7 separate regions of the Mus musculus genome follow, and all the other regions are linked to region 4. The links are chromatin contacts, called in public HiChIP or PLAC-seq, Micro-C and promoter capture Hi-C maps. All regions are on one chromosome and are shown on one strand. Each heading gives the region's core, a stretch centred on a gene start, on an enhancer-like site or on the middle of the called end of the contact. The rest is flanking DNA. Distances are from core to core; before and after follow the strand shown.

Region 1 (3,017 bases), core at 504-3,003, 360 kb before region 4:
TACAAAACCTGAGTCACAGACACATTTATTGCAACAGCGTTCTGCGCTCTTGCCTGGAAAGTGGTGTTAACGTCAACACTTGATCAGCAGCCTAACGATTTGTTTGCACCCAGGTTCTCCCTGTGCACCTGGCACTTACTGCAGGAATGGAAAAAATATCAAAAAAAAAAAAAAAGAATATGTTAAAGAAACTTTTGTGAACAAAAGAGATGTATTTTTCTGTTGTCGCTTCAAAAAGTATTCTATTAAAGGCAAAGAGAAAACAAAACTCTAGCTCTGACCAATGGGCAGTTGGTATCTTCTACATTGTGGCCAAGTGGGTATTTACAGGGAGATCAACATGAAGTGCTACGAGGAACTGTGACATTCCACCATTCATCTACCTAGAATGTCTGCCACATGCCGCCAAGTGCTCTGGGCTCTGCAGGTCATCAGCTTGTCCTGCAGACAACAAGTTTTCCAGGGAGGAAAACATGGAGAATGAAGAACAATGAACTGAGAAGAGGACAGTGAGAACCAGAGAAAACACAAAGCAAAGCAAAAGAATGAGGAATAAAAATGAGAGCAAGCAGAACCAAGAAGCGAAGATGGGAAGTGAAGAGTCATGAAAGAGACCAGGTAGTGGGGAGCGGTGATGTGACCACAGTCTCCCGGGACACTGAGTGATGGCAACTGGGAGCAGGGACAGTGTGGGGGGATAAGGAACGATGGGGGTGGAGCTTACAAAGGCAGAGTTGAGGTGGAGGAGATGGAATGGTGAGGAGATGCAAAGGCAGAGAGAGGACAAGAAGCAATTGGGCGGGGCACGGTTGTGCTAGGAGATGTTGGGACCGGGGCTGGTTTCATGGGTGTGGGCCCAGTCACTCACTCAAGACTTAGTACTCAGAAGACTTCTACCTTGGTTAAATTCTCTGCTGTCACAGCTTAAAAGTCTTAGTAATTTTAAAAAGCTTTTCATTTTACTCTGGAACTCACAGATTATACAGCTGATACTGGCTGGAAATGGTATATAATAGGTAAGGTGCGGGTGCACTCTGATAGATCGGTGAAGAATTTAAGTAAGACCAAGATAAATGAGAACTCTGCATGTCAAGTGATGGCAAGGATGTAGGGCTGTCGAGGTTATAGATGAGAGGGCTAATGGACAGACAGGTTACTGAAGGATGCAGAAGTCAGCCCTCATCAGTGCAGCTGAAGATGAAGTGTCCAGTAACACAGGCGAGAGACGGGGCTGCGGGATGTTAACACGGGGTCAATGAGAGCACAGGGCAATGACAATGAGCTGGAGGGCCGTGATGAAAGTGTGACAGCTGGTGATCATGTGTTAGGGGATCAGGGCGCGACAGGTGGAGAGGTTAATGAGGAAAGTAACAATGAGACATTTTCAATAACATCTCTGCTGCGGTATCAGTAATCGCCCGCAGTTCAGACTGCCAGTCACGGTCTGCGAATTCATGAAGAGAGGAGAGGTGGGACAGAGCCACGAGAGAAAAAGCGTGAGGATGCATATAGCAGGGGTGCTTGTGAAGGAGGATCAGAATTAGTGAGTGTAACAAAGGATGAGTTCCAGTAGGAAAGAGATGACAGGAAGAGAACCAAGGAGAAAAAGAGGGGCTCTGACTCCTGACCTCCGTCATCCTGACGCTGTTTGGAGGCGGCCTCAAAGGCTGCCGAGGAGATCAGAAAACTGGGCTGGAGTCTGGAGAAGGGGCTGTGCACTGCCCCCAGTGTCTAAAAGGGCGACACGTTTTTCTGATCGCCAGCCCGGGCGCCGAAATCCGGCGCTCGGTGCGTCTTCGGTCGCCTGGCAACCGCCACGCCCCCTGCCGCTGAGGCAAAGCACAGGTTCGAAAGGGGCGGAGCCCCGTAGGTCGGTACCCGGCAGTGGTCCGCAGAGAAATATGCAAATATATCCTGAAGGGGATGGAGCCAAGGAACCGTGCCCCTGAGAGGCATAGCAGAATCCCCAGACTCAAGAAACCAGTGCACTGTGAATGCATAGAGCTGGGATGGATAATCAGTCTTGTTCGTGAAATGTGGTTTTCTTTCTCTTTATCGCTAGCCCTATTTCCCAACCCTCAAATTCAGCCACAAAGATTGTTAATAAGTGCTTGTGTGCTCAGATATGTATTTTTAAAAAAAATCAATCCCATTTTCTCGTGTGTTTTTATTAGTTTGCTAATGAACGTTAGAAATATGTTCTTTTCTCACTGGGCAGCGTTCTTTTCTAGGGCCTAATTTTATTGCACTGGTGTCCGTTGCTTCAGACTTCTGCTTGGCATTTCAAATTGAAGACCCGACACATGTCATTTCCTTCCTCAAATGTTGAATAACAAGGCTGCCTCCAATTCACCAATCACCACCATAGCCATTGTTGACTGGTGTGCATTTTACGGACCTATATATAAATTCCCCTGTAGGAGATATTGATGAGCGAGGTTGTGCATAGGGGAATCCTAGGGGACATCATATTAGAACACGCATGTGTGTTCTGCAAAAGAAATCTCACCGAAGGGCCACTGGGGCTAAGACAACCTCTCCTCTCCTTTTCCATGTCCCTATTGTAAGATGTATTCTTCCACTTCACCCACTACACATAGGCAAAAGCTCTGTTCCGTAGCAACTCGTGAACCTAAGACGCAGTGACCACGTGACTATCCGAAGCGTGTACCTTTTCCTGCCTAAAAGTGGACTCTGCTTTCCAACAGCAAAGGTGCAATCCCTTAATGGCACTGCCCTATATATGTTGTACCACAGCGAATGTCCCAGGTTCTGCACCCATCCGGCGTTTACTGAGCATCAAGCAAGGGCTAGACAAACATTAGTTCATCTAATTAGGCAATTTTCAAATTCTGTCAATGGGCTGGAAGAAGCAGAGGCACATTTTGCTTTTACTTTCGCTTCCTCCACTGAAGAAATTGAGCATTTTTCTTCCTATGAACACGAGCTGCTCTGGGCCTCCCTTCTGTGAGCTTCCCTGTTCATAACCTTTGCCAACATTTTTATCCCTGTAAATA
Region 2 (3,209 bases), core at 296-2,795, 320 kb before region 4:
TTGTATTGGCTTTATTTCCCTCACACAGCTGTGAGCCCTATCATCTGGAATTGGAAACTCTGTGACTAGGCACACAGTAGGGTTCAACACGGTCAGGATAGTCTGCTCTTCTTGATTCCTCTCTTGAAGGGTCTAGAACTTAGACAGTGCGGGGGGGGGGGGGGCAGGGGGTAAACCCAAGTAGTCCCCCACCCCCAGTCTACCAGCATCCACCTCCTTCACTCCACTCAGTGAGAAAGCCATCAGATGTTCCTCTTGGCTAGACTGCCTCTCCAGGACTGTGGCTGCTATTGTAATTAATTAGCCAAGCTAATTACATCTGACAGGCTGGAGACCTTGGCAAGCTCCAAAATCCAGCTGTGACACTGCGGGAGCCCCACCTTCCTTCTCCCCAGAGGATACCTCGCTTAGACACCTGGCTTTGGAATGGGTGTCCCTCAGACTTGAGCAGGGGGGGGGTGGGGAGGTCCAAGAACCACCAGGGAAGTTTGCTATAAACACGGGGTGCTGGTCTGTCCCCTGGCATTCCTGATCGGCAGGCACTGAAATGCATCTGTCCAGCAAGTCCCGAGGCAAGGCGGTGCTGCTCCTGGGAGCCTTGCAGAGTCACAATCCCAGAGGGAGGTACTCAGTCACCGACAAATGGCCTGAGATCCTTCAGTGGCTAAGATTAGAGTCATCCATCCAACTCCAGGTGGCAGTAGGATGGTGACGGGGCAGAAAGAGAAGGGCCCGGGCTTGTTACAGAATTCTCTGGAAGAAGGGAAGGGTGTCAATCTAGAGCCAGGGACCTAACCCCACCACCACCCCCACCAATATGGGGAGGGAGCTTCAAAGGACAGGGATAAGGCTCCTCTATGTGTTTTCGTGGCTGTAGTTCACTGGCCTCTTGTGCCCCGGTGACAGCGTGCTTTGTGGCTCTCTGACTCCCACGAGGACTGTAAGGTTTTCCCATCGGGGATGGAGTCTTGCCCATCATTGAGGATCCTGAGCGCCCAGCTGTCTCCCAACACTCAGGTGCTTTGTCGCACAGGCAGACGCAGGCAGAGCAGCCAGAATTCCGACTAGCTCTGACCTCTGGTGTCACGTGACTAGAAAGTCCTTTGAGCTTTGACAAAGCCATCTGTGAAACAGGGATCACAGCCACCTGTTGGAAGGCCATGGTAGTCACTGTGGACAGTGCTGAGCCCAGCCTAGTGAGGGCTCAACAGACAGGAGCTATGTCCAGTAGGGTTTGTTCACCAGAGCCATTGTGTGAATGCTCCAGAGGGCAGAAGTAAGAGACCCCAGTAAATAGGCACCTCGCGGTTCTCCTCTAGGGCCTTGGGCTTCTGACTAACCCCACAGAAAGAGCCTAGTAGAGTACCTGTCCTGGCCACCACATTCACCCAGACATCCAGAGGTCACCATCTTTCTCCAGCCTCTGTACCCCAAGACCTGGCCTTTTGCCAGGCTAAACTTAGCTATTTGAGCCACTCTCCCTGTGGGCTAGGCTGGGGTGGGGAGGAATTTAACAGACTTCCTGTCTGCTTCCTGGCAAGCAAGCAAAAGCCCACTAAATAACCCAGGTTTATTCCCGAAGCCAAGGCCTGCCAACAGATGTCACAAGCCACAGGTGTGGGTCAGTCTCTCTCAAAGCTGACAGCTTTGGAGCCAGCGGAGGCAGACATCCTTGGAATGGGGCGATGCCACCCTTTGGGGAACGGTGTTTGCACATGTAAGTGTGCATGCATGTGCGTGTAATTTTGGTTTCCAAGAGCTTCAGATCAGAACACAAAATCCTCCCTGCCTCCTTCCCCAGGACCTTCAGGGCAGGGGTCCCTATTAACTGGTTTGGGAGGCAGACGAGTAGAGACTTCAATTGCAGCTCTGGGTGGTAGGCACAGAATGGCTACAACCTAATCAGTATCGTGGCCTGGCTCTCCTATGCCGTCCCCAGGGCTCTACAGCACACATGGGGGTTAGCATGGGAAGGAATGACATCTGGGTTAGGATCCCTGGGCAGAAGGTGATGGATAAGTGGGAACTGAGTCAGCAGAGAGCCTCCCCACTCGCTGGAAGGTCCGGGCTCTGAAGGATTCTCCCCATTTGCTGGCGGTGGGGAAGGGACAGGGTGGAAGGAGCCCCGTGCCAAGGAACAGAAGTAGCAGTGGAGTGTTTTCTGCTGCCAAAGCATTTCCCAGTGTGCGTTCCTCCACACCCTGAGACTTGGGCAGGGCTGGTGAGAACACAGGCCTGTGGAGGCTCCTACCTGTGGGACACCTGCTCCATCTGTGCCAGGCACTTACCAAGCACCCGTATGCACTTGACCTCAGCATCCTTGCAAAGGGAGGGCTGCTCTGACCTCTTCAGATGAGGATGGGAGCCCAGAGGAAGTGAGTGGGCCACTTGAGGTCACGCTGCCCTGCCGGGGGTAGAGCTTTGCTCAAGGCCGGGGTCCACTGGCCATCTCCAAAGATGGACGCCTTTGTGTTTGCTGTGCTGTTTGCCTGGTATTTCTGACAAAATTCGTCTGTAGCCCTTATAGGTGCTGCCTGTGCCCTTCCAGAGCCCCCTGCAGGCAGGGGCACGTGTCTATTCTCACCTGTCACCGCTACTCTTTGATAAGAGCAGTTGATCAGTGGCCAGGACTTCACTAGGGCTCTAAGGAATCTCTCCTTATTCAAGCGAATGACACCAGGAACCTCTCTTCTCGTTTGACAGATGCAGAGATGGGATTGGAAAAGCCGAGTCATTTGTCCAAGGTGCCCATGCTTTTCCTAACAATTCTGTCTCTTCCAAGTGCTCTTAACTCCTGAACAAGGAGACTCGAGAGTCGGGCATCCTCTTGCAGGCACGAAGCTTTGCTTGGGTGACCTAGCTAAAGCTCTTGTATGGGGGGAAGAGAACCCTCCAGTCTGGGAATTAGTGTTAGTCACACTCCTCTACTGGTGGTATGTTCTCCCTCCTCAGTTGATACGGAAACTGATTCCTTCCTATGATGGGAGTTGCATGGGTTCAGCGGTGCCCAAAGGCCACTGCCTTGGAACCTCTTACGGTCACCTAGCTAGCTGGCTGCTGGTACTCCATTTAAAGCCCTGAGCCATGAGCCAGCATGAACCAACCAGAGTTCTGTCCTCGGGCCGTCCGGGTTGGTCATCCTCAACTGTTTCTGTGTTGAGGACAACATGACCACACTGTTTCTGCAATTACCCAGCATGCTTTTCCCG
Region 3 (3,257 bases), core at 642-3,141, 400 kb after region 4:
GGTCTGAAGCCTAGCTGTTTCTAATTCAAGAAACAAGCCTCAGTTCCCCTCCTCTGTAAAGTGAATATGGTTACTGTTGCTCTGCTGACTAAAACCAGAGAATGTCTGTACTCCCTGAAAAGGGACCTGTGAACATCCTCCATGAACACCAAGGCTCTGGGCTAAAGGGTACTCTACTACCCTAGTCATATCCTGGGAGACTTGAGGAACTTAAGTTGTTTTGTGCCATGCTGTGGGTTTTGTTTTGTTTTGTTTTTTAATTGTTCTTATTGCTGTTTAGGAAGCCCTGGGACTTTTAGCTATCACTGTGCCCCTAGAACTAAGTGCAACCTGTCTCTAATAAAGATGAAAAAAAAAAAAATCAGCTTTCCAGAGAGAATTAGCTGGGTCCAGGCGCCCAGGAAACCAAGCAGCATCTTCCAAAGGTCAGAGACATGTTGGAAGCTGGAAGGCCTGGGGCAGAGCCTCGGGCCTCCCCCAGAGGGTGCTGGATGGGCCATAGACAGCAAACCCTCCCGATAACGTTCCATCTGTTTGGAAGCTCCCTTCCCCTCTTTCTAGGGTTCAGACCAGATACTTTGTCTTTGGATGCACAAAACAAACAAACAAACAAATAAACAAACAAAACCAAACAACCTGACTCAGACGGTGCAAAAGATCACCCACTTGCAAAGACCCCGGGAGCACGCGTCTGCCCTTCTAGTCCTGAATCTCTAAGACCCTCTGCTTGGAAATGCAACTAGTGCTTCCAGCGGGATCTCCCCCAGCCCTAGGCAAATGCAAAAAAGACCACAATGACTCTCTTGGGAGGCTCATCTGGAAAAACCTAGGTTTCCCTCCACACTGCCCTATCCAGCCGGCAAATGTTTTTCCCACCTCTTCTCACCGCTTAGCATCACTGGAGGGGACTCCAGTGACGTTGCCAGGGCAGATAAGGAGAATTGCGCAGACCCCCACCGACCGCCATCCTCCCTCATCTCCACCATCAGCACCGGTCAGCTGCCACCACAGCCCACCTCCACTGTCAGAAGCGCCTCTCCCGCCCTCCAAATGCACACAACAGGTGGCACCTGCCGGTCGTCCCCAACCGCACCCCTGCCCACCACTCCACCTGCGCCGCAACCCTCCCTGCAATTGCTCCCCGGTCAGCGAAGCCTACCTTTGAGGTTCTGGGGGTGGCCCCGCGACGCGCGGCTCGGGTTTCCTCGCTGCAGAGAGGAGACACTGGAGAAGTTGTTACCCATGGCATCGGCCCCCCGGGGGTGCTCCGGCGGGAGCCAGGCAAGGCTGGGCAGGAGCGGAGGAAAGGTGTGCAAGTGTGTGCGCGCGCGGGTGCGCGCTGCCAGGGGAGGGCCCTGGCGGGGCTGCGACCGGGGGCGGGCGGTTTGCTGTCTCCGGCTCTCCCTGGGCTTGGCGGTCTTCGCTCGGCGGGTCCTGCCCGCCGTGGGGGTCCTCGCGCCACCCGGCTACCGGGCTCCCATGCCCCGCGCCCGGGGCGGCCCGGCCCCTGGGCCCCGGCCCGCGGCGCGAGCCGCTGCGCTCTGCCTGGTGCTGGAGCTCGGATTCCGGCTGCGGGTGGGCGGCGCAGCGGCGGCGCGCTCCCCGCGGGCCATAGAGTCGGGGCTCGGCGCGCGGCTGCTCGGAGGCTCGTCGGCGGGCTCGGTCCCCGCCCGCGGGGACGGCCGCGGCGACGTGCGTGGCGCCCTCCCGCCCGCGGGTGAGCTTGCAGCGCCCGGCTCGTGTGGACCGCCCCCGCTCCCGCCAGGTCCCTCCCGAGGCCGCCGCCCCCAACCCCCGCCCTAGCGTCGCCAGGACTCCGGGGCTCCGGTTGTTATGGCGACAGCTGCGCAGGTTAATGAGCGTCTTAGTGACACGCGCGCGCCCGCTCTGCCAGATGTGGGTCTCGGGGCGCGCCGCGTTCCCGCTGGCTATAAGTTCTCGAAGGCGCGCGGGACCCAGGGTTGGGGGCGGCACTGCTCCGGACCTGACGTCAGGAATAGATGGGAGCTTCGGAGGTTGAGCGTCTCCCTGTCCTGGGACATAGAACCTGAAAACAAGAGGAAGAGGACCGCCACAACGCTGGGAGCCCCGGAGCCAGGGCGTGGCGAGGTAGCCCTAATGGAGGCTCCCTAGCACGGGATTCAGGGCCTGGCACGTGTTAAAACGCTCAGGAGTGAGTGGATAATGAATTAAGACAATTGAGATCAGGAATACAGTCACCTCCCCTTCGCTGTAGTTGGAACTTCCAATCAGAACCCCAGTCAGACCATTTCCTGACTGTTCAAACATCCTTTGCATGTTCAAGAACGGAGAACCACAAGACCAGAAGCAAGCCGATGGGACCCAGCTCAGGTACAAACCATGAGAGAGATATCGGTTCCAAGTTGAATTATTCTGTCAGCTGGAAAACTAAGAGATTGGGGAAGGGATAGAGGGGGTGCTATAGCCTATAGTAGACCAAGGTGGCTTCCTCGAGGAAGGGGGCAGTCTGTAAATGTCCTGTTCACGTGACTCTTCCATCTGTGTAGCTCAGCACTGCTACCTGCAGGAGGGACCAGGAAGTCATCTTGGATCTGGGGCGGTTATTTCTCCCAGTGTATCATGGGGGAGAAGACAGTCCGTCTGTCCATCTCACACCTTCATCAGCCTTGCTGCTTCTCGGGGCCATCGCTCACTCTAACCGGACTTTCCCAACTCGGATCCAGAGTGAGCCCTGGGTCATGAGTGGGACACAGACATCTCCTCCATCCTTTTCTGGAAGTTTCTCCATAGGACCCATCCTCAATGTGTAGGCACAGCTCTTTCCTGACCACCCCAGCTAAGCATCTCTGCCTCTCTCTATCATTCTCCATAGGGTCATCCCATTCTCTTCGTGGCTTTTATATGACTTTGCCTAAAAGTAGCCTTTTCTGCTTGGTTAGATTCGGCTTCTCTTGATAGAGAATAAGCTTGCTGAGGGGAGAGTCGGCCAGCCACTTTCCTCACAGTGTTCTAGCTCCCAGGGCAGGGACATGCGGATTCTCAGAAGTATTTGTACAGTGAATGGATCCCCATGCCTGCCAGCAGTAAAATCCTACTGTGATCTTTAGACATCATCTCTGATCCCCTTTAGCCCCCTGTCCTGCCTTTTACTCTCCTCTGATTGCACATGTTATATCCTTAAGTTTCAGAGACTCCAGGCAAGCTAGAAATACCTGTGAAAGGTATGCTCTGGTGTTTGAGGAGAAAGACAACCAGGCCCCCAGTCCCAGCCCCAG
Region 4 (3,127 bases), core at 218-2,717:
TTATAATATGTGACAAGTGCTACAGTAGCCATGTGAACAAGATGTTCTGAAAACACATAGAGCAAGCAATCAAAGTGTGTCTTTCAGACTGGATTAAAAAAAAAAAAAAAAAAAAGACCAGAATTTTGACAGAATGCATTCAAGGCACGCATTACAAGACAAAGTGTGCTGTGCTTAGAAAGTAGAGGACATGCTTTCGACTGAATGGAATTAAAAGTAAAAAGACACTACTACATATGGGCACAGAGGCCTGAGTTCAAGGCTACACTGAATCATGGTGGCCATGAACTGTCTGTGAGCTTCACTGTCTCCCTCCATGAGCAGGTGGACACTGCCACTTCTCAGGACTTTTATACGATACAAATTATGTGAGAATGGAAAGTCTTGAATCTATGTTTTCAATTCTAGGCAACCAGTGGGTCCTACCCCTAAACTGTGGCTCATAAAAACCTCGCCCTTCAGGAAGTAAATATTCCAATGACATCATTCATATACTTCCTAGGACAGGGTAAACAGTTAACATTCACACCTTTGTGTAGAAACATCAAACCTCTATTGAAATACATAAATACTCGTGTAGTTTTCTGATTCCTCAAGCACTGGTATTGCCTTCTAGCCAATGCTTATCGAATTTCAAAACTAGGATGAAATGAAGATCTCCTGGAAATGTTGTCAGAAATTCCATCCCATGTGGCCAAGCAACCAACTCAAGAACGGGCTCCATGCTGGCCAGGCACCTTTTGCTCGTTTTATCTGAATTATACATACTGTCCCCATCTCCAAAAAGTTACCTGTTTCATGCACACATGCAAACGCCACTAGTAAACAAACATCAGCACAGGGAGAAAGAAGCTAACGAGTTTCCGATTTTAAAAGACTCGAGGGCCGGGCCGCAACCACCCGCTCCTCCCATTAAATTCGGAAGTTTGACAGGGTTTAGACTGCAGACCCATCACTCCTGAAACTGCATCCGGCCCCACGGTATTCCGTAACGGCTTGGATGCTGAGCTGAAGTTTCAACCTACAAAGCCAAGGAGCGGGCAAGTCACGGGAAGGGCTGCTGGGGTGAAGTCCTCGTGCCACTCCGGACAGGCGGCCGTTTCATCTCCTCCTAAGCCAACTTCCCGTTTTCCCCCTCTTACCTTATAGACTTTCCCGAAGGCTCCGTCGCCCAGTTCTCCAATAATCTCCCAAAACTCTTCGGGGTTCAGGTCTCTCTTCACGTGTTCGTACTGTTTCTTCTTCTTCTCGCTCCCCAACTTGAAGATCTTACGGAAATTGAAGAAGGACATTTTTCCAAGCCCAGCAGAGCCCCTTGCCCTTAAAGGGCTAGGAACAATAAAAGGCAAAGTTTGTGGCGCGTCGTCTCCCGCGCGAGCCCGGGGTCCGGGCCGCTCCCGCCGGGCGCTCCCCGGAGAAGGCGGGGCGCCGACCGGGCTCCGGCCCCGGAGTGGGGCGCGCGGCCGCCGCGAGCCGGGACGGGCCGAGCGGCACGGTGGGCACCTCGCTCGCGGGCCCCGGGGGCTGCACCTGCCCCGGCGCTCGTCCCCGGCCCGCACCGGGCCGCACGGGTCCGAGCGGCGCGGACGCCCGCGGCCCGCGGCGCCTTAGGCCCGTGTCACCGCGCGTCTCCCGGGGCGGCGGCCGCTCCGGACCCGGGAAGCGGCCGGCGCCCGGCAGGCGCGTAGCGGCGAAGCCAAGCTCTCCCGCCGGGGCCCCACGTCTGCTCCGAAGCGTCCGCTCCCACTGCGCGACACCCGCGCGTCCCCTCGGCTCTGGGGCGCCGCTGCCTCGCTCGTCGCCTCAGCCCACACAGCCTCGGCCCGCAGCGCGCACGGACGCCGACGCCGTCTCGCAGCGCGCCCGAGCTCCTCGGCCGCGCGCGCGCTCGCCCGCGCGGTGACGCGCCCCGCTCCCCGCGCGCTCGCGAGGGCGTACCCTCTGGCCCCGCGCACGCGCGCTGGCTCCGCCGGGCTGGCGGCGCGGCGGCTCGGTGGCGCCTGCGGCGGGAGGTGTGGTGGAGGCTTGAGCGCTTCCATCCTCCTCGAGGGTTTTGCGTTGACCTCTGCGAGCCCGAGCCGGGTGGCTCCACGACGTCGTTGGCCAGGTCTCCTTCGGCGCGACCCTGTTGATTGCGCTGGCGGATGTTGCCTCATTCTGCACAAGGGGGACGCGGGAAAGCAGGCTATGCTTGTGGGTGCCTGAAAGTGCACTGTTTCCGCTTCGGAACTCATACAAGAGTCCAGGGAGAGGGAAAGCCGGGAGCCTGGGCTTTGAGCCATAGTTCAGTGACTTTGAATACAGCATCCGAGTCCCCATTCCTATGATCTCCATAGTCCTTACTGAAACGTTGCGGCATAGATCAAAAGAGACAATAAATGGAAACCCTTTGCACAGGGCTTGCACCAGCAAGTGCACAATATTTACTCAATATGAAGGTAGTGCAAACATAGGTTGTAAAAAAAAATTGTTTAAAAGGTAGGTGTGGTGGAGCCCTGGGGAAGCTGCCAACGAATGATAACGAGTTCGAGACCAGCCTGGGCTACAGAAAAAAGCCCTGTCTCAAAAAATAAAAAGGAAATTGTTTAAGATCGGCTTCTGGAGTGGTGACACTCCCTTAAGGATAACCTCTGGGTCACCTCCACAGCCAGAAAACTGGTGCCGCCCTTCCTGAGTCTCACCTGAGCTAATCCAGCCGGGGATTCCAGATTTGCTGGGGCTATGTGGGTGTCGCCTGGAGTCTGTCAAATGATTTACCGTCCCCCTCCTCCACCTGACAGAAGCCCTTTGGGGAGGAGGGGGGCGGGGAGGCAGAGGCGGGGTCACCCATCAAGGTGACCAAGAGCAGGGCCACATTCCAGGGTAGGTGTAGAAAGCAGACCAGGAAATGAGTGAATACCACAAGAAAACGTTTTAAAAATTAAAATAGTAGACTTTGACAAAAGATGAGGCCTAGTGGTACAAAGGGGACAATAGCAAGCGCTTAAATTTGAGGCCAGAGCGAGTGTGCAGCAGTTAAGTGCATTTGCTCTTAACCACTTTCTTGTTGTTTTTTTCTTGTTTTCTTTCTTGTTTTGTTTTGCTCTAGCCCCAAAATGTAGCAGTTGTTCCGTAAAAGGCTCAAGAT
Region 5 (3,098 bases), core at 170-2,669, 340 kb before region 4:
GTGTGTGTGTGTATAAAATTCAGTGTGGCACATGAGTGAGATATAAGCTTGGGCACATGAAAAGAGGCCAGTCATGAAGGGCTTATATGGCAGGTTAGGATTATAGACCAAACTAGTCCCGAGAGTGGACAAGAGAACATTAAAAGCTCTGGGGTAAGATAATCAGGTTCAAACGACAAAGGAATGTAACAAATGATCCTTATATTAATAAGAGTATGCAGCTTGTTAGAAAACGCTGAAGTAGATTTTGCTGGCGGACGACAACCCCAGAGTGCATTGAAAGCACTAACCTTGACATTCCACACATAACACAAGCAACACACACACACTTCCCCCACCTGTTCTGGGTGTCCTGTCCATTGAACATGGAGACATTTTAGAAATACACAGCTCTTTTGAGAATGTTCCCCAAGGTTCCTTACCCTTCCCTGGCCCCCAAACTCTGCGATAAGAATCCCCCACCACCCCCAATCAGGAAAGGGGTGTGAGCAGCAGGCAGCCAAAGACTTAGAAGTACCCTGGGCCAAGGGCCAGGGTCTATTTTTAGGACATTCTCTCATTGTCTGTTTATCCCGCAAACTCAGCCTAAAGCGTTCAGGAGAGTGTCATTTGGGCTGGATGGAGGAGGAAAGCGAGGTGCTCCCAAGATGCTCCCGAGGTGCTCCCGAGACCAATGCCAGTAGTAAAGTGATCATCTCTAGACAGTGTTATTTCCTCAGCTTCTCCTAGGAGCTCCCGAAACGAACTGAAAATTTATTCCAGCCCTTTCCAGCCCCTCCCACCAGTTGTAGGAATGTGCTACTTCACAAAGGGAAGATTGTTGATATACTATTAAAGTTTTGTTTAAAGTATGAGTTCTACTGTGCTCTGTTCCAGCGCTTCCTGCTCTAAAAGCAATACTACATTGACAACTGGAAAACAGAGCGCCCCCTAACAGCCTCCGGTCATCTTCCTCCTTTGTGCCTTTCTCCCGCCAAGAGACAATGCGTACATTAACCAAAAAATTTAGCAAACTGTTTTAATCCAGTCACAATGCAAGAGGGACAGTGGTTCGCCTTGTGTCTCGTTTTATATTTTCCTCGAGGGACAAAATAGGTGGCCCCAGGAATTCCACCGGTTGTAAAACGCGCCACAGAAATGCGAGCTGACTAACAGCACCTTAACCCTTTACATCCTGCAGCCTAGACCTGATTTTAAGGACGTCCTTCCCGGGTCCCTTGTCTCCCTCTTTATTCCTCTCCGGCAGCCAGATCCTTCTCGTCAGGTGGCTCTCTAATTTCGCTGCCCTCTCTGGAGCATCCGAGAGACCCAGAGGATGGTCTCCGAGGCGGGTCCAGAGTCCCTTACCGGCAACCGTCACGGTCGTCCTTAAGGACCTCCGCCCGGCGCCAGTAAAGGCGGGTGTTTTGTTCTTATAAGGAGCAAAAAGTTTCCGTGACAACGCGGAAATGAGTAACTCTGTTGCCCAGTAAAGCTGGGCGGGAGGAGTCCAGGAGGCGGGAGCCGCCTTGGTCTAGTCGCCCGCATCCCTGGATCCCCGGCAGCCTGCAGACCCGGGACCACGACCCGCGCTTGGAGCGAGGCCCACTCGGTATCCCTGCGGCGGCCGCGGCCGAACGTAAGTGCGGGGTTCGACTATGAGGCTTTGCTGCCCCCACAAGCTGAGTGTGTGGGATGAAGGGCGCTCAGGGGACGGAGGATCCCCGTAGATGTGCGTGGGAGATCGTGACCAGGAGCTCTGAGGGACGTCTGCGGGAACCCTGGCCGGGACCGACCCCGGGAACTCTTTTAATGCACGCCCAGGAAGTGGGCATTATCTCCCTCATCACTCTCCGGGTGTGATGCACTGGGGTCTCTCTGCCCTCGTCTGCGCCACGGAGCCCCCAGTGCCTTCAGCAATCTGAGAGGCAGGCGGCTTCTGCTTCGGAGCCCCTAGCCGTGCCACGGGTTTGTGCCTAGAGCCGGGACCTTCCATCTCTTAAACCGTGTTGGGTAGCCGAGTCTCAGTCCTGGGAGAAAGGAACGGGAATGACGTTAGTTTCTTCATAGCTTGTCTTGACGCAAGGAGGTTGCTTCAGGCCGGATGAAGCCCCTGCCACTTCCTCTTTCAAGACTCCTAGTGAAGTAGACCCTGCACGTTTTTCTCTTGGGCTGTGTAGTCTATGCCCCATTCTCAAGGCCCACTCTGAGCCTCCCTCATTCTGGCTGACAGGTGAAGAGACTCAGAAGTTCCTAACCCCGATTCCCCGTACAAAATGGGAAAATAGTGACAGAACCAGGGAAGAACTACATTTAGCCTTTTGCCCCTCTACCTAGTATGAGACTGGTCATTCTTGCCAAAACAGAAGAGGCCAGATACTGGTACCATGTAAGCCAATGTCGGGTGGTTTTCTGTTGCCTTTCGGATTTCTTCTCTTTTACAAACTAGCTCTGTTTTGGGAGAGGCTACCAGCTGAACCCAACACAGCTTTGTGTGGCCACTCGTCCAGGTCAGCGGTGAGAAGGGTGACAGAGGCCGCTGTCATTCGCCTCCTGCCTGCCTGCCAGCCTGGTATGCCTAAGTGGCCTTCGTTATTTGCTGATTCCGTGTGAATGTCTGCTGCCCCAGGCATTCTGCCTTCAGATTTTTCCACTTGTGGGTAACCACGTGGTGGTTATATTCACTTTCTGCCTGGATCCCTGAGGAAGATGGGGAGCCCTCTGCTCACACATCTCCCTTTCTGTGGGTAACTTTCTTAGACGCAGCAGTTTAAGGTTCTGAAAGGGGGCAGAGACCTGAACTTTTAACCTGATGCCATCATCCCAAAAATTGTTAGCTCTCCGGGCCAGGAGAGAAACATAAAGGGTGTGTGGGTGAACTTTTTAATCAGAGGGCAAGAAGGTGCCGCACCTTCTGGGAGATAATTGCTCACTGTCTGCAAGATGCCTGGTTTTATGGTTTTCCCTTTTGGGACCCTCTGGGATTAGTGTCAGACGTAGTCCTGTTTGACAAAAGCATGCTTTGTCTCCATGGAGTCAGCGGTATGCACCTGGCATTCTGCAGCCTACAAGAGTGAGGCTGGGCCAGCGGAGAACACTAGCCCAGTTCTCAAAGCCAC
Region 6 (3,187 bases), core at 432-2,931, 260 kb before region 4:
GGTGGTGATTGGTGAGATATCAATTCCTGAGCTTGAATGAACTCAGGGATTGGTGGGTGTCCTTATTATGTAATTGGTGGGTTTTATCCTGCATTCGGAACGTTTGGTTCTCAGCTGCCAGACTCTGATTAGCTGGCTCTCCCTTCTCCTGACTCCATAGTTTCACGTCTTTCTGCTCTACCTCAGCATCATTCTTGTTATTAAACACTGATGCTGTGGATTATTGCTTCAAAGGTCTTCCTCTTTTTTCTCTCTCTCTTTAAAATCCCCCTTTCTTTAACCTACTTGAACACATCCATAGTTCATTACTGTAGGGTAAAAAGGGCAATAGAAAGAACACTATGACCCTGACTTGACCCCAAGACCAAGGCCAAGAAAAAGAATCCCACCAATCCCTAAGCTTGCCACAATATCAGACAAAAAAAAAAAAAAAATTCCACCAATCCCAGGCCACCCTGGAAAGCCCAGCAGCCATGAAACCCTACATAAAAACCCTACCTTATGCTCAGTTGACAGCTGCTTCTAGTCCAAGCATTGCATCCACCCTCCTGGGTTTCCCCTCCCAATAAATCTCTTGGGTGAGGTTTGTTGTAAAGTGTGACAAGGTGGTATTGCTTGGTTCCCAATTGCCAGGATACCTTTCCTATCAAAGCTGTAACATTTTCATTGGTGAAGCCCTGCCCTGCCACTGTAACAGTTACAGTGATGGAGTGAACATTCCCTAGACCAGGCTCAGCCATTTCCAACATATTATTTCCTTTCTTTCTTTTTCTTTCTTTCTTTCTTTCTTTCTTTCTTTCTTTCATCCTGTTTCTCTTCTTCTTCTTCTTCTTCTTCTTCTTCTTCTTCTTCTTCTTCTTCTTCTTCTTCTTCTTCTTCTTCTTTTCTCCTCCTCCTCCTCCTCCTCCTCCTCCTCCTCCTCTTCTTCTTCTTCTTCTTGTATAGAATAGAGTTTATTCAGGCCATGGGAAGGGGAGTTAATAGAGTAGTAAAGGCAGAGAGAGAGGGAGAGAGAGAGAGGAGGAGGAGGGGGAGGAGGAGGGGGAGGAGGAGGAGGGAAGGAGGAGGGGGAGGAGGAGAAGGAGGGAGAGGCTGGTGGGAGCGGGGAGGGAATGGGGAGCCCAACTTTTTTTTTTTTTTTTTTTTTTTTTTGGCCAGGTGGGAAGGAAGGAACTGGAAAAGGGGAAGAGAAACTCAGGGAAGAAAAAGGATTAGACAGGACAGAGGCAAGGGGCTAGGAGAGAAGAGCATAGCCTATCACCCACCAGATTACTTCAGTCTGCCTCCTTGCGCTCACAGAGGAGACACCTGAAGGGTTGTTAGGCAGCCATTGTGCCCCTCACCCTTTGGATTCTGACTTGGCTTTCTGCTCACTGGGTTCCGAGCAGGCTTAACCGGTGCAGGGAAATAAATGAAATATTTCCGGCGTATAGATAGGAGTAGCATGGCAGCATGCAGAATTAATAACCGTCTTGACACTTATTAATACTGAAACTATTTGCTGAGGCAGAAGCACTCCAGCATCCACGACCCAGGGTCCCACCGCTCGGCTTCGCTCGCCGCTCGCCCATAGGCGGCGCCCGCCAGCCAATGGGCGCGGGGTTCCCGGTCTCCAGGATACAGGTGTAAACAGTGGCATCTTCGCGGGCTTCTTAGCCTGACCCGGCCGGGCCAAGGAGTAACGGCCGCAGCCCCGGGTGCGCTGGGAGTCGGCATGTCGCAAGACCCGGAGCGCGACGACGTCACTGCCTCTGCCACTGCCTCTGCCTCAGCCTCAGCCCCTGCCTCTGCCTCTGCCCACTACTCCGGATCCTCCCTGTCGGTGAGGTGCGGCATCGCGGCCGCAAGGGGCTGGAGGGGGAAACCCTGCCAGGACCCCTGCCCCTCGAATCCTCCAAGCAAACTCGCTCTGCTTCTCACTCCCCACCCCCACCCCCGCAACTCCTCCCCACCCCCGGCTCCGACCCTGTGCAGCCTCTTCAGTTGGACCCCTCGGTCGGTCTCCTGACCAAATGACCAACCGGCCCTCAGTTTCCCACCTCACCACATTGCTCTCCTGCTAAGGGACCCTCACTTGTGTGCCCGGTATTCCTCTCCCCCACCTTCTGTTTTTGCATCCTCTTCCTGCCTCGGTGGTACTCAACCCCAGAGCTCCTGCAAACCCATTCAGCCCTCCTCTTCATCAGCGTCCTCTTAGGCGATTCCCTCCCTTCTAACTCCTTCCTTCTCACTCCGGATTCCTGTGCGCAGTTGCTGGGCCTTAGACATCTGGAAGAGCTAACTTTTCTGTCCCTCCACGTTCTGAAGGATGGCTTACAGTTCAGGGTCCCCTGTCACTGCTGTTCTGTGTCATGGGAGGAGATGGGGGACAGACTCGGAAAACATGTGCCCTTCACTCTCTTTCCTCCACTTTCAAACATATCTTTAATATTTAAATAAAATGGAATTTTCCTTATCTCAGACTTTCCTTCCACCATATACCTACCACACAATCCTCTCCTAAAATGGACCTCTCACGTTCTAACTCCTTTGCCCTCGTGTCTTCCTTGTCCTTATGTGGATTTTTAGGTCTAAAACAGAGCCGTGCATTCTTCATGTGTGTAAACTATAAGCAAGTCACGTACGTGGCTTACAACTATAGAGTGTGCTGTCTTACTCAAAGCGGTTTTAAATTTGTTTAGTTGATTTTTTTAAGTGATTTTGAGTTTAGTTTTTCAAAAAACAGTCAAGAGAAAAGAACCCTGGATACACTGTTTTCTACAATTTCCTTTCAACCTAGTGAGCCATGTCACAGGCCAGAGACCTATTGATCTTTGCATTTCTTTTATATATATAGAGAGATTTATTTATTTATTATTATGTATATGTGTATATGCGTATATACGTACACTGTTGCTGTCTTCAGACACAACAGAAGAGGGCATCAGATCTCATTACCGATGGTTGTGAGCCACCATTTGGCTGCTGGGAATTGAACTCAGAACCTCTGGAAGAGCAGTCAGTGCTCTTAACTGCTGAGTCATCTCTCCAGCCTTTGCATTGTTCTAGACCATCGGCTCACACTGGTTTCTCAGTGAGTCCCTGTGTTCCTCTGAAAGACTGGAGCAGAGAGGGAGTTAAAAATGAAGCGGATGTGTTTCAAAGACTGGGATGGCTTTCTAGGTGCTGTGTTGGAAAGGAAGTGAGC
Region 7 (2,781 bases), core at 59-2,558, 290 kb before region 4:
CGCTAATAGCAAGGTGTGTCAATAGTTACTCTGTGTGAATTAGGAAACTGTAGGGATGTTTGAATCCATGCTTGGATTGAATCCATGCTTGAATTCAGTGCACAGGGATCGCCAGAAACCTGGTGCGGATGGGTTCTTGCCTTGCTGTGCTGAGGGAGCAGGCAGCTCACTTTCCACTGCAGCAGATGCAGGTCTCACAGGCAACTACTCCCCTGGAACTAACTCTGATAGAGACGGACAGGCTGGATGGTAAGACTGAAACAAGGAACACAAGAACCATGCCCTGTTAGGTAAGGAGACAGCTTCTGAGAAGACAGAAGTACCTTTTGTTAGGTCTCAAACCCGGGACAAACAGCAGAGGTGCCCGTGGACACCAGGTTTCCCCAGCAGTCCTCCTGGCTGGCACACCCACCCCCTACCCTAATCTTCTCTAGCCCAGGGACTATGCTGGGCTGCACTTCCCCCAGCTGCTTTCCCTATATGACCCAGCCATTTGGGGTACCCCAGCCTTCTTACCCGTTTGAACCTCTTAGCCTCTGCTCCTGGCTCTCCTCTCTCCTTCCACCCTCTCCTCACAGGGCCCAACTCAGTCAGCTGATTCTGTCTGCTCTGCACTCTCCCAGATGTTTCTGCCTCTGACTGTGCCTGCAAACTCCCCTATATCTATAGTGAAACCCTCCACCTCAGGAGCAGTCATGCCCACCTTTTTATTTCTTGTCTTTCATTCACCTTTCACATAAATACAGCAGATAACCGCCGAGGAGACCACACCCAGGTTCTAAAGAGAAAATAAAAATGAGTCATTACTGACCAGCTGGTGCTTGACTGGTCCTGTTTAACCCTTAAACTGGCCTGTACGTATGCATCCTACAGGATGGATTATCCCAATGGAAAGATGAATAAAGATGAATATGAATATACACACACACATATTCAATATATATACATATTCAATAGCCTCTAACTTTTAGAGATGCTTTAGGTTCACAACAATATAAAACAGAACATACAGAGGTACCTCACAGTCTCCCTACCTCCACATACAGCCTCCTATCTCTCCAGAGAGGCACCTACGCTACAGTAGATGAACATATATTGACACAGCACTCCCGGTCCACAATTCACAAAAACCACTCGGTACTGGTCAACTTGATCTCTACATCACATGTTATGATTTATATTTTGGTATTTTTTTCAGCTGCTTAAAACGACAGTCCTGAAAAGCATTCTTAGCACTTTGAGCTGCATAAAATTCAGCCAGCAGCCTGAGTTAGCCAGGTGGTTTTGATTTGGTCATTCATAGCTGTTTATGTTGCAATGGCTGAGATAGCAACAGTCAGGAAGGGAATTCTACTTGCAAACTGGGAGGTTCTATTGTGCCAGAAGGGCAAACATTTCCAGCTTTCCCCTCACGATTCACTCCTTCTAAAGGAATCGAAATCTGAGAACAGCAAATGTCATTTGTAACAGGTTTGCCTGAGCAAGCTGTTGTGGTATGTGGTATGGTCCTAAAACTTGAAGTCTGTGGCAAGGGGATCACAAATTTGATGCCAATTAGGGCTACAGAGTGACCACTGTCTCAAGATAAAAAGTATGTCTGTAATATGGGAGGTCACGTTTTGAGATACAAGTCTATTTGGAGAAGTTAGGACAAAGGTAGAACATATTCTCCACCTATGGGAGGCAGTACAATGTCAGGAGTCTCAAAATGGGCCATGGAACCAGATGGGTTGTGAGACCTGCCTTGGTCCTTGGGCACAATGCTTAGCCTCTCTGCCCTCCATCTTCCTTGTTTAAGATGACAACCACCAGTGTGTATATGATGGTTTTGACTATGGAGTGAAATTGTGCGGAGTTCTATCTCAGTGACCCTCAAAATTAAAGAGAAATACTAATGAGTAAGAAGGCATTTTTATAGCATGATGCCTTCCCATTCTGCACCCATGAAGAGACACACATTGCAATTCAGCTTGCCGGGCATATGAGAATTAGAATCTAACTCACCACACTATTTCCCCCGTTAACAGTTTAATGCTGGCTGAGTGTGCTGAATGCTTCAGGCTACATTTCAGTAATGTGATTTTTTTTAATCTCTCGAAAGATCACAACAGTTTTCCCAGAAGGATTTTAATCATGACCTTTAAGCTTGTTCTCTGCTTCCTCTTAAAATTTCAGTAGGTAACTCCTAAGTGGTTTTTTTTTTTTTGCAAATGTTCCATCTATGCTATCCCGTGTTTGCATCTCTGTTATATTGACCAACTCAAGCACAAAACAATTTTAATAAGGTCATGGAAATCTATTAGAAATAATTTTTCAGACATCTGAAATATAATCATATCCACTGTTTCTCTGTGTGTGAAGGTACACACACACACACAGACACACACACACAGACACTCAAGGTGTGAGCTTGGATGGCAGAGGCCAGAGGTCTTTTGAGATGGGGGTCTCACCTTCTTACCTGGAACTTGCTGATTCGGTTGAGCTGGCCCCAAAGCCCCAGAAACCCACCTCAGCTTCCTCCATGGCACTGGGATTACAAACCCGGGCCACCACACCAGGTCTTGTTTGTGCGTCTGGGGTTGGAAGTCAGGTTCTTGTGTTTGTTCAACAAGCACTTTACCCACTAAGTCATCTCCCCAGTCCCTGAGCTGCTTTTCTAAAAATAGAGGAATCTCTGGTCATGGTGATTAATGATGTATGTATTTACAGAATGGAAATAATTTCTTCACTCGATTTCAGTTTGTTTTAAGGAAAGGGGGGCCTTTCTTTCTTCCTTTG

Evidence for each region. Promoter capture Hi-C pulls out the DNA fragments that hold promoters and counts their contacts. Hi-C and Micro-C count contacts between places; a contact is called where the count stands out from the background. HiChIP or PLAC-seq counts read pairs in DNA pulled down with a chosen protein or histone mark.
Region 1: a contact with region 4 is called in a promoter capture Hi-C map of the HPC-7 cell line. The contact joins the promoter of Cfap58 here to the promoter of Slk in region 4. A contact is called at or near these places in 5 of 39 promoter capture datasets (the C10 cell line, the HPC-7 cell line, HPC-7-derived erythroid cells and 3 more), 1 of 484 Hi-C or Micro-C datasets (CD4 T cells) and 1 of 9 other capture datasets (adipose tissue).
Region 2: a contact with region 4 is called in a promoter capture Hi-C map of the HPC-7 cell line. The contact joins the enhancer-like site here to the promoter of Slk in region 4. A contact is called at or near these places in 2 of 39 promoter capture datasets (the HPC-7 cell line and cranial neural crest) and 3 of 115 datasets of contacts at active chromatin or transcription factors (large pre-B cells, memory CD8 T cells and pancreatic cancer cells).
Region 3: a contact with region 4 is called in a Micro-C map of embryonic stem cells, with 5 times the contacts expected there. The contact joins the promoter of Neurl1a here to the promoter of Slk in region 4. A contact is called at or near these places in 3 of 39 promoter capture datasets (embryonic stem cells and liver), 7 of 484 Hi-C or Micro-C datasets (cortical neurons and embryonic stem cells) and 1 of 115 datasets of contacts at active chromatin or transcription factors (pancreatic cancer cells).
Region 5: a contact with region 4 is called in a promoter capture Hi-C map of the HPC-7 cell line. The contact joins the promoter of Itprip here to the promoter of Slk in region 4. A contact is called at or near these places in 2 of 39 promoter capture datasets (the HPC-7 cell line and neutrophils), 1 of 484 Hi-C or Micro-C datasets (CD4 T cells), 4 of 115 datasets of contacts at active chromatin or transcription factors (extraembryonic endoderm stem cells, memory CD8 T cells, microglia and 1 more) and 1 of 9 other capture datasets (adipose tissue).
Region 6: an H3K4me3 HiChIP or PLAC-seq map of neural tube shows a contact between it and region 4, with 4 times the contacts expected there. The contact joins the promoter of Cfap43 here to the promoter of Slk in region 4. A contact is called at or near these places in 4 of 39 promoter capture datasets (the HPC-7 cell line, cranial neural crest, frontonasal cranial neural crest and 1 more), 1 of 15 datasets of contacts at CTCF or cohesin (the NIH/3T3 cell line), 2 of 484 Hi-C or Micro-C datasets (B cells and nephron progenitors), 8 of 115 datasets of contacts at active chromatin or transcription factors (the 230-238 cell line, bone marrow-derived macrophages, embryonic stem cells and 4 more) and 3 of 9 other capture datasets (adipose tissue, liver and pancreatic islet).
Region 7: an HNF4G HiChIP or PLAC-seq map of pancreatic cancer cells shows a contact between it and region 4. The contact joins the enhancer-like site here to the promoter of Slk in region 4. A contact is called at or near these places in 2 of 39 promoter capture datasets (cranial neural crest and liver), 1 of 484 Hi-C or Micro-C datasets (embryonic stem cells), 2 of 115 datasets of contacts at active chromatin or transcription factors (effector CD8 T cells and pancreatic cancer cells) and 3 of 9 other capture datasets (adipose tissue, liver and pancreatic islet).

What each region holds. Positions count from the first base shown.
Region 1 is chr19:47,936,448-47,939,464 of GRCm38.p6, reverse strand. Cfap58 (cilia and flagella associated protein 58) reads right to left here and starts at 1,753. Exons shown (of 18, transcript NM_001163267.1): 1 at 1,629-1,753. The coding sequence starts at 1,637.
Region 2 is chr19:47,900,942-47,904,150 of GRCm38.p6, reverse strand. All of the region lies in intron 1 of Itprip (inositol 1,4,5-triphosphate receptor interacting protein), which reads left to right. Among named protein-coding and RNA genes, the nearest start is that of Itprip, 17 kb to the left of the region's middle. Within about 2 kb of position 1,545, at least 70 of the 459 cell types and tissues checked have an H3K27ac peak or open chromatin away from gene starts, as enhancers often do. A contact at or near this core is called in the HPC-7 cell line and pancreatic cancer cells, where this site is marked.
Region 3 is chr19:47,177,454-47,180,710 of GRCm38.p6, reverse strand. Neurl1a (neuralized E3 ubiquitin protein ligase 1A) reads right to left here and starts at 1,891. Exons shown (of 6, transcript NM_021360.4): 1 at 1,160-1,891. The coding sequence starts at 1,244.
Region 4 is chr19:47,578,359-47,581,485 of GRCm38.p6, reverse strand. Slk (STE20-like kinase) reads right to left here and starts at 1,467. Exons shown (of 18, transcript NM_001164639.1): 1 at 1,143-1,467. The coding sequence starts at 1,292.
Region 5 is chr19:47,917,644-47,920,741 of GRCm38.p6, reverse strand. It overlaps Itprip (inositol 1,4,5-triphosphate receptor interacting protein), which reads left to right and starts at 1,419. Exons shown (of 2, transcript NM_001362458.1): 1 at 1,419-1,618.
Region 6 is chr19:47,835,855-47,839,041 of GRCm38.p6, reverse strand. Cfap43 (cilia and flagella associated protein 43) reads left to right here and starts at 1,681. Exons shown (of 38, transcript NM_027559.2): 1 at 1,681-1,827. The coding sequence starts at 1,715.
Region 7 is chr19:47,867,683-47,870,463 of GRCm38.p6, reverse strand. Gsto2 (glutathione S-transferase omega 2) reads right to left here. Exons shown (of 9, transcript NM_026619.2): 2 at 704-778; 3 at 141-255. Among named protein-coding and RNA genes, the nearest start is that of Gsto2, 3.3 kb to the right of the region's middle. Within about 2 kb of position 1,308, at least 27 of the 459 cell types and tissues checked have an H3K27ac peak or open chromatin away from gene starts, as enhancers often do. A contact at or near this core is called in pancreatic cancer cells, where this site is marked.